Linked DNA regions of Mus musculus: region 1 is linked to region 2. The links are chromatin contacts, called in public HiChIP or PLAC-seq maps. All regions are on one chromosome and are shown on one strand. The core of a region is the stretch at or near the end of the contact, and the rest is flanking DNA. Distances in the headings are between cores, read along the strand shown. Region 1 overlaps Rabep1 (rabaptin, RAB GTPase binding effector protein 1). Region 2 overlaps Scimp (SLP adaptor and CSK interacting membrane protein).

What was found. HiChIP or PLAC-seq counts read pairs in DNA pulled down with a chosen protein or histone mark.
Region 1: a contact with region 2 is called in a BATF HiChIP or PLAC-seq map of CD8 T cells, with 6 read pairs. The contact joins two enhancer-like sites. A contact is called at or near these places in 2 of 39 promoter capture datasets (both in liver), 6 of 484 Hi-C or Micro-C datasets (the AML12 cell line, adipose-derived mesenchymal stem cells, embryonic fibroblasts and 1 more) and 1 of 115 datasets of contacts at active chromatin or transcription factors (CD8 T cells).

What each region holds. Positions count from the first base shown.
Region 1 is chr11:70,881,878-70,885,022 of GRCm38.p6, reverse strand. Rabep1 (rabaptin, RAB GTPase binding effector protein 1) reads right to left here. Exons shown (of 18, transcript NM_019400.3): 3 at 55-258. Among named protein-coding and RNA genes, the nearest start is that of Rabep1, 39 kb to the right of the region's middle. Within about 2 kb of position 1,787, at least 12 of the 459 cell types and tissues checked have an H3K27ac peak or open chromatin away from gene starts, as enhancers often do. A contact at or near this core is called in CD8 T cells, where this site is marked.
Region 2 is chr11:70,788,002-70,791,160 of GRCm38.p6, reverse strand. It overlaps Scimp (SLP adaptor and CSK interacting membrane protein), which reads left to right. Exons shown (of 5, transcript NM_001045526.2): 5 at 1-229. Among named protein-coding and RNA genes, the nearest start is that of Scimp, 23 kb to the left of the region's middle. Within about 2 kb of position 1,675, at least 82 of the 459 cell types and tissues checked have an H3K27ac peak or open chromatin away from gene starts, as enhancers often do. A contact at or near this core is called in CD8 T cells, where this site is marked.

The sequences.
Region 1 (3,145 bases), core at 538-3,037, 94 kb before region 2:
AAGATCAACAAATGCTGATGCTTAGGAAGTCTAAAACCTGATCTTTGTCTTTACCTTTCATTATAGCCTGAAGTGAAGCAACTTCTTCTCTCCATTGCCTTTTAACTTCATCTATAGCTTCTTGCTTAGTATTCTCAGAGACTGTGGCAATTGCCTTAATGTTCTCCATCTCTGCCTGAGCCTCCCACAGCTGTGTCCGAAGGTGACCCAAATCGTCCTGTGCAGCTTGCAATACTGCATTTTGCCTCTTCAGATCCTCTGGGGAGAAAGTAAAAGATTTTCCATTAATGTGTAGTTCACTTTATCAGACCCAAAAAAATGAAGAAATTGAATTTTTAAATGTTAATATAGATTATGAAGCCATCTTAACAGAAATATAAAGCATGCTGGGTTTCAAAAACAAAGTATTTAAACTATCTAGTAACACGCTGGGGACGGTCACAATTTTGGTGCTATATTTAGGCTTTTATTTCTCACTAAATGAACACAATTAAATTTTTATTTTTTATGTGTATGCATGGTTTAACTACACATATCTGTGCACCACATGTTTGTTTGGTGCCTTTCAATGCCAGGAGAGTGCATCAAATTCCCAAGACTGTAGTTACACAGTTGTGTGTGGCATGTAGGTGCTGGAAATTGAACCTGGGTCCTCTGGAAGAACAGTCAGTACTCTTAACCACTGTGGAATCTCTCCTGCCCCAATAATCAAATTATTTAACTACTCAGGCATAAGTATCCACTTTACAGGACTGTTGCAATGATAAAATGATGTGCTATAAATGTCTGTAACTTTCCAGAGTAAACCTTCAGGACATAGTTAATGGAAGAAAGCCATACTCCATAGAAATTAGAGTTGATAAAGCTAAGATTACCTTCTTAGCCACTCTTTAAAATCTCTTAAATATTAAGTTGATATCACATGTACACTACATGACTTAAGCCTCGATAGAACATATACTTGGTCATGACTTCCAAAAACTATAGAGGTGTAGAGTCAGGAATGCAGTTCAGCAGTTGAGCACTAACATGGACAAAGCCCTAGGTTTGGTCCCTAACACTGAAAAACAAACAAATAAACAAAAAAATAAGCCTATTATTCCTATATAGGGATATATCTATTTTCTCTTACTGCCAACTCTCCATTTAAAAAATCATGACTGGGGCTGGAGAGATGTCTCAGTGGTTAAGAGCACTGACTGCTCTTCCAAAGGCCCTAAGTTCAAATCCCAGAAACCACATGGTGGTTCACAACCATCTGTAATGGAGTCTGATGTCCTCTTCAGGAGTGTCTGAAGACAGCTACAGTGTACTTAGATTTTAAATAAATCTTTGGACCAGAGCAAGCGGGTTCGACTGGAACGAACAGAGCGGTTCTGAGTTCCAATTCCCAACAACCACATGATGGCTCACAACCATCTGTACAAGCTACAGTGTATTCATATACATAAAATAAATAAATCGTAAAATAAACAAATACTTCTAAAAAAATCATGACTATCATGAACACAAAATGTTCAGTTCTTAAGTCTATACTTCCTTATTTGTAGGGAGTTTGACTATCTTTTCATACGTTGATCAGTGACCAGAATTTCCTTAGATTTTCCTCACTCCCTTCTTCAGAGTCTCTCCCTATGTAACATAAGCTGGCTCCAAGCTCTCAATCTTTTTAGTAACAGGATTTCAGGTGTGCATCACCATATTCTGTTTCTGATTTAGCAAGAGCACTGTGGTGGTTATCTTCACTACTGACCAGATAATGAATCATCCAGAAGGAAATCCTGTGGTCATGTATGACTGGTGTTTCCAGAGAGGTTTAACGAGGCCCATCTTGAATGTGGGTTGTTAACACCCTATAAGATGGGGTCCTGGACTAGATTTTAAAAAGTAGGTAAGGCACGAGTCAGCATTTTTTTCATGACAGCAGATCCAATGTAACTAGCCACCCACTTCACATGCCTCCTGTCATGACTCCCCTGACTTAAGTCTACTGTATCTCCTCTATGTCAGGTATTTTTCCATAATAACAAGAAAACTAATACAGACTAACTGTAGTGAAAGTGGACACGCTGCTATGATAAGCCTGACTACATGGTTAACAGGCATTTGAAAATGGCTCATGGCAGGAATACAGAAGAAATTTTGAGTTATAGAACAGAGAACCCTCAGAATACTATAGAGTTAGGTGGTTCATTCTGATGGGAGTGTAGAAAACCAGAATCCAATAGAAAGGCAGACAGTAAAGATAGTACTCATGAGGTTTAGAAAGGAATAACAACTCATGCTTGGATTAAGAACCATTTATAAGAGGGTAATAATTGAATCCAGCCCCTGTGCAGGATGCATCTCTGTATGAGCCTCTCTCTCTCCCAAATACTAAATGGCACCCTTACTGAGACACTGACTCCCTAGCTTACAGACTTCCAGGTGCCAAGACTTCTCAACTGGGAAAGTGAGTTTATATCAAAGCAGGTGTTGGTAGCCACATGCCCTATTCATCACCCTATTCCCTAACTCCTGGCTTGCTTGAGAATAATAGAAATGAGAATAATAGGCTGCGAGCTAATACTGTAAACACCCCCAACCCCCAAATACTCATAAAGGCACAAGAGACTGCCAGTTTTGCCACAAGTACATATGACTCCTCTCTTCAAAGACCCTGCAATGTTGTATGTCTCTAAACTCTCCTGGAAGCCCTGTATGTGTCAATAACTTGTCTAATTCTTTACTTCTCAATGATCCATCTTGGTGCCCCTTTTGACATTCTCCCAAATTTTTCCATTATTTATATTTTATCCTAGTAAAAGGTCTCACCCCAAAAAAAAGGTCTCATCCTAACCCTAACCATATCCCTTCAAAGCTCTTCTACCAGAAATAGACCCTGTTCTGCTATGTGACTTTATATAGTTTCTGCATTAAAAAAAGTATACACTCTCTTTGACTTTTTATCCACCCTTATCACTCTCTTAAACGCCTTCCTCCACTGAGACTTCTCTCACAGTCCCTTTCTACTGTCATGCCATATGTGTGTCACATAAACACACACACACACACACACACACACACACACACACACACACACCCCCATGAGAGACAAGCTGATGCATACCCATTTTGTAAATGTCCTTTGTCAAGTTGGCAAATT
Region 2 (3,159 bases), core at 426-2,925:
TCTACCCCAAGATTCTGAGGATGTGGCCTTGGCACCTTTGTGGAGGAAGTTTCCTTAGTGCAGACCACTGGGCCTGTGAGAACTGACTCATTTCTCAACATTTTCTTTCGTTCCCTGGGTGAATGTAGCTGTAAGGCAGTGACTCTCAACCTTCCTAATGCAGGGATCCTTCAATACAATTCCTTATTTGTGGTGATCCTCAACCATAAAATTATTTTGTTGCTACTTCATACTTGTAATTTTGCTACTGTTACGAATTGTAATGTAAATATCTGATATTCAGGGTATCTGATATTTGACCCCTAAGGGGGTTGAGACCCCTAAGCTGAGAGACTGCTAGGGATCATAGTCTTGGTGTTTGATTGTGTGGAGCCTCCCAGCTCTCAATCCCTATGTAGGCCACACCTTAAGGATGCCTGTCTCCCTTCTCTCAGGCCCCACCCACCCCTGAACCTCCTAGAAGCCATGACTTGTCTTTATAGCTGAGGGCTCTTGTGATGCGCAGACACTTTGAGTCTGTAAGGTGAGAAAGTGACGCTGCCCCACCCACTCACACCTCAACCCCCAGGATATTTATAGAATGTGGACCAAACCCATCAAAGAGTCAAGTTCTGACACAAGTTTATTTCCTGTGTTTTCAGACACCATTTCTAATGATCAACAGAGGACTCAAGTGGCCTTCTGACTTCTGCCCCCAGCTAGCTTTTCTTTGGCAGTGGGTATGTTGGCTGTGCCAGGAAGAGTAGATTGCCCCAGGAAGTGTCCAGCCAGCACCCTCCAGCAGGGTACTCAAGACGAGAGTTCAGAGCTTAATGCCCCTTCTGTAGCTTTCACTATCACATCTTTAGTGGTCATTCCTTACTTTTCCATCCTATCTTTCCTGGGGTGCTGTTGTTTCCTCTTTCCCTCTCAGCATTGCTGAGTGATGTTGCCAATACCACAGGGCTCAGCATCCCCTTTACCCTAGCAACTTCCCAACCACAGGCTCCAGTTCAACCCCTCTTTTCCAGTTCCAGGTTGCAGAGCCCGCAGGACACCTCCATCTGATTATCCCACGGGATCCTCAAATTCAACATATTCCATGGATAACTGATGACACATCCCCACCCCTGACTTCTCGTGCTAGATTACTTCCTCCCTTGCTAAGGGCAGAAGTTAGGTCCTTTCTTGCATCCTTTATTGCCAGTGTCCCCACCTCCTGTTGACTGTGCCTCAGTCAGATCAGCTCTGTCTCCATCACTCTGAGGTCAGTCAGCCCATGGCCAGCACTTCCCAAAGAGAACTTTAAGAACCTCTAACCAGTGTCCTGCCTCTGGTATTTCAGACTCCAAAACACTGATTGGCAGCTGGTGATTTTTGAAAGTGAGCAACCGAATACTTCTTCCCATTGCTAAAAGCTCATCTTTACCTATTAGCCTCAGACAGAGGCCAAACTCTTAAATATGGCTTACAAGATTTGTCAGGATTTTATTACTGGCTAACTTTTCACACACTACCTCCTCCTGGCAACCTCCATGTTCCCCAGTGTTTTTCCTCTACTTGTAAGTACCTTTGCTGTGGTCTCTCTTGTCCCTGCTATACGCAATATTCCTCCCCTCCTTTGCATCTTAGGCACTGTGCTTTCCTCACCGGCCCGATGTGGTGGTGGCCTTTGTAGGTGCTTCCCCTTCATAACTCTTATATCCGGAACGATCTGCTCATGTGACTTTCATTTCCAGTTGAACAAAGGCAACACCAGTGCAGAGACAGGCCTTCTCTTCTTCCTTGTTTTCCCTGTTCCTAGCATGCTGAGGATGGTCAGTAAGTATGCTCAATGATCGAATGAATGAATGGATGAATGAATGAATGAATTCCAGGCCCTAAACTTTCTGTTCTCCCTATACTGGGAGGCCCATGTGTTGATATGTGTTGTCCAGCTAGTGGTTCTATTTTGGGAGGGCCTAGAAACATTAAAAGGTGAGGTCTAACAGGAGGAAGTCGGTAGCCAGGGTGTGTCAAGGGCTGTGTCCTGCCCTGGGGGTTCTCTTGTCTGTTTCTCTCTTTCCTTCTGCTTCCTAGCTACCCTGTGCTGAAGAAACTTCTCCTATGCACTCAGACGGCCTCCGTGTTCTGCCTCACAACGGGCCCAGAAACACAAGCCAGGTAGCCATGAACTGAACTCACTGGAACCACAAGCTGAGATAGACCCTTTCTCAAGCTGTTCTCTCAAATGAGTCCGGGTTGCAGCCATGTGAATATGAGGCTCCTTAAGGGAGAGCTTCTATTTTCCCAGTGTCCATAATAAGCCCCCGCACACAGAAGGCACTTAATAAATATATTTTTGAATGCCAAACACACAGGGAAATATAACAACCAGTTTATTTGCCAGCAAAAAAGTAGAATAAAAGTTTTTGGACATTTATAAATTTGTTGTGAGTTGAGCTAGGCTCATGTACTAAGACTGTGCTTTCTACTGCCAATCTGTGTGACAACATTAACCATATCAAGACGTCATAGGACCTTAGTGTATATTCTAGTCACACAGCAGAGCCCAAGCCAAGTGACCAGCTACATAGTCACTGATTTAAAAGAGTCCAGAAATAAGAAGGTAGGGCCCATCCTGAGCTCACTCCCTGGATAACTATGGTAACCACAATAGTGCTGACATATCATTTTGAAACAGATCATGGATGGCTGCCTCAACAGTTTTGAAAACTCATGCCTCAAATCACAGAACCATAGTTTTCTCCTTTTTAAAAATTATATCTATTTTGTATGTATGGATGTTTTGCCTGCATGCATACCATATGTGTGCAGTGTCTTCAGAAGACAGCGTTAGGTCCCCTGGGACTGGAGCTACAGACAGCTGTGGACCTCCATGTGGCTGGTGGGGATTGAACTCGGAACCTCTGGAAGTCAGTGCTCATAACTGCTGAGTCATCTCTCCAGTACCTCCATGGTGCGCCCTTGGTAATAGTTGCAGTCTGGTCTTCTTTATGAAACAAACAAAATTAAGGGACTGGGGAGATGGCTCCATGGTTAAGAGTTCTTCCTATTCTTCTATAGCTCTTTGGCTTTGTAGGATATACTGGTCTTTCAGGCAGCTACTGGTGTCTGTACAATTCTGGAGTCTTGGGAAGGCCTCTCTCTCTACATGGCTGTGTTGGGCTGTACCTTAGA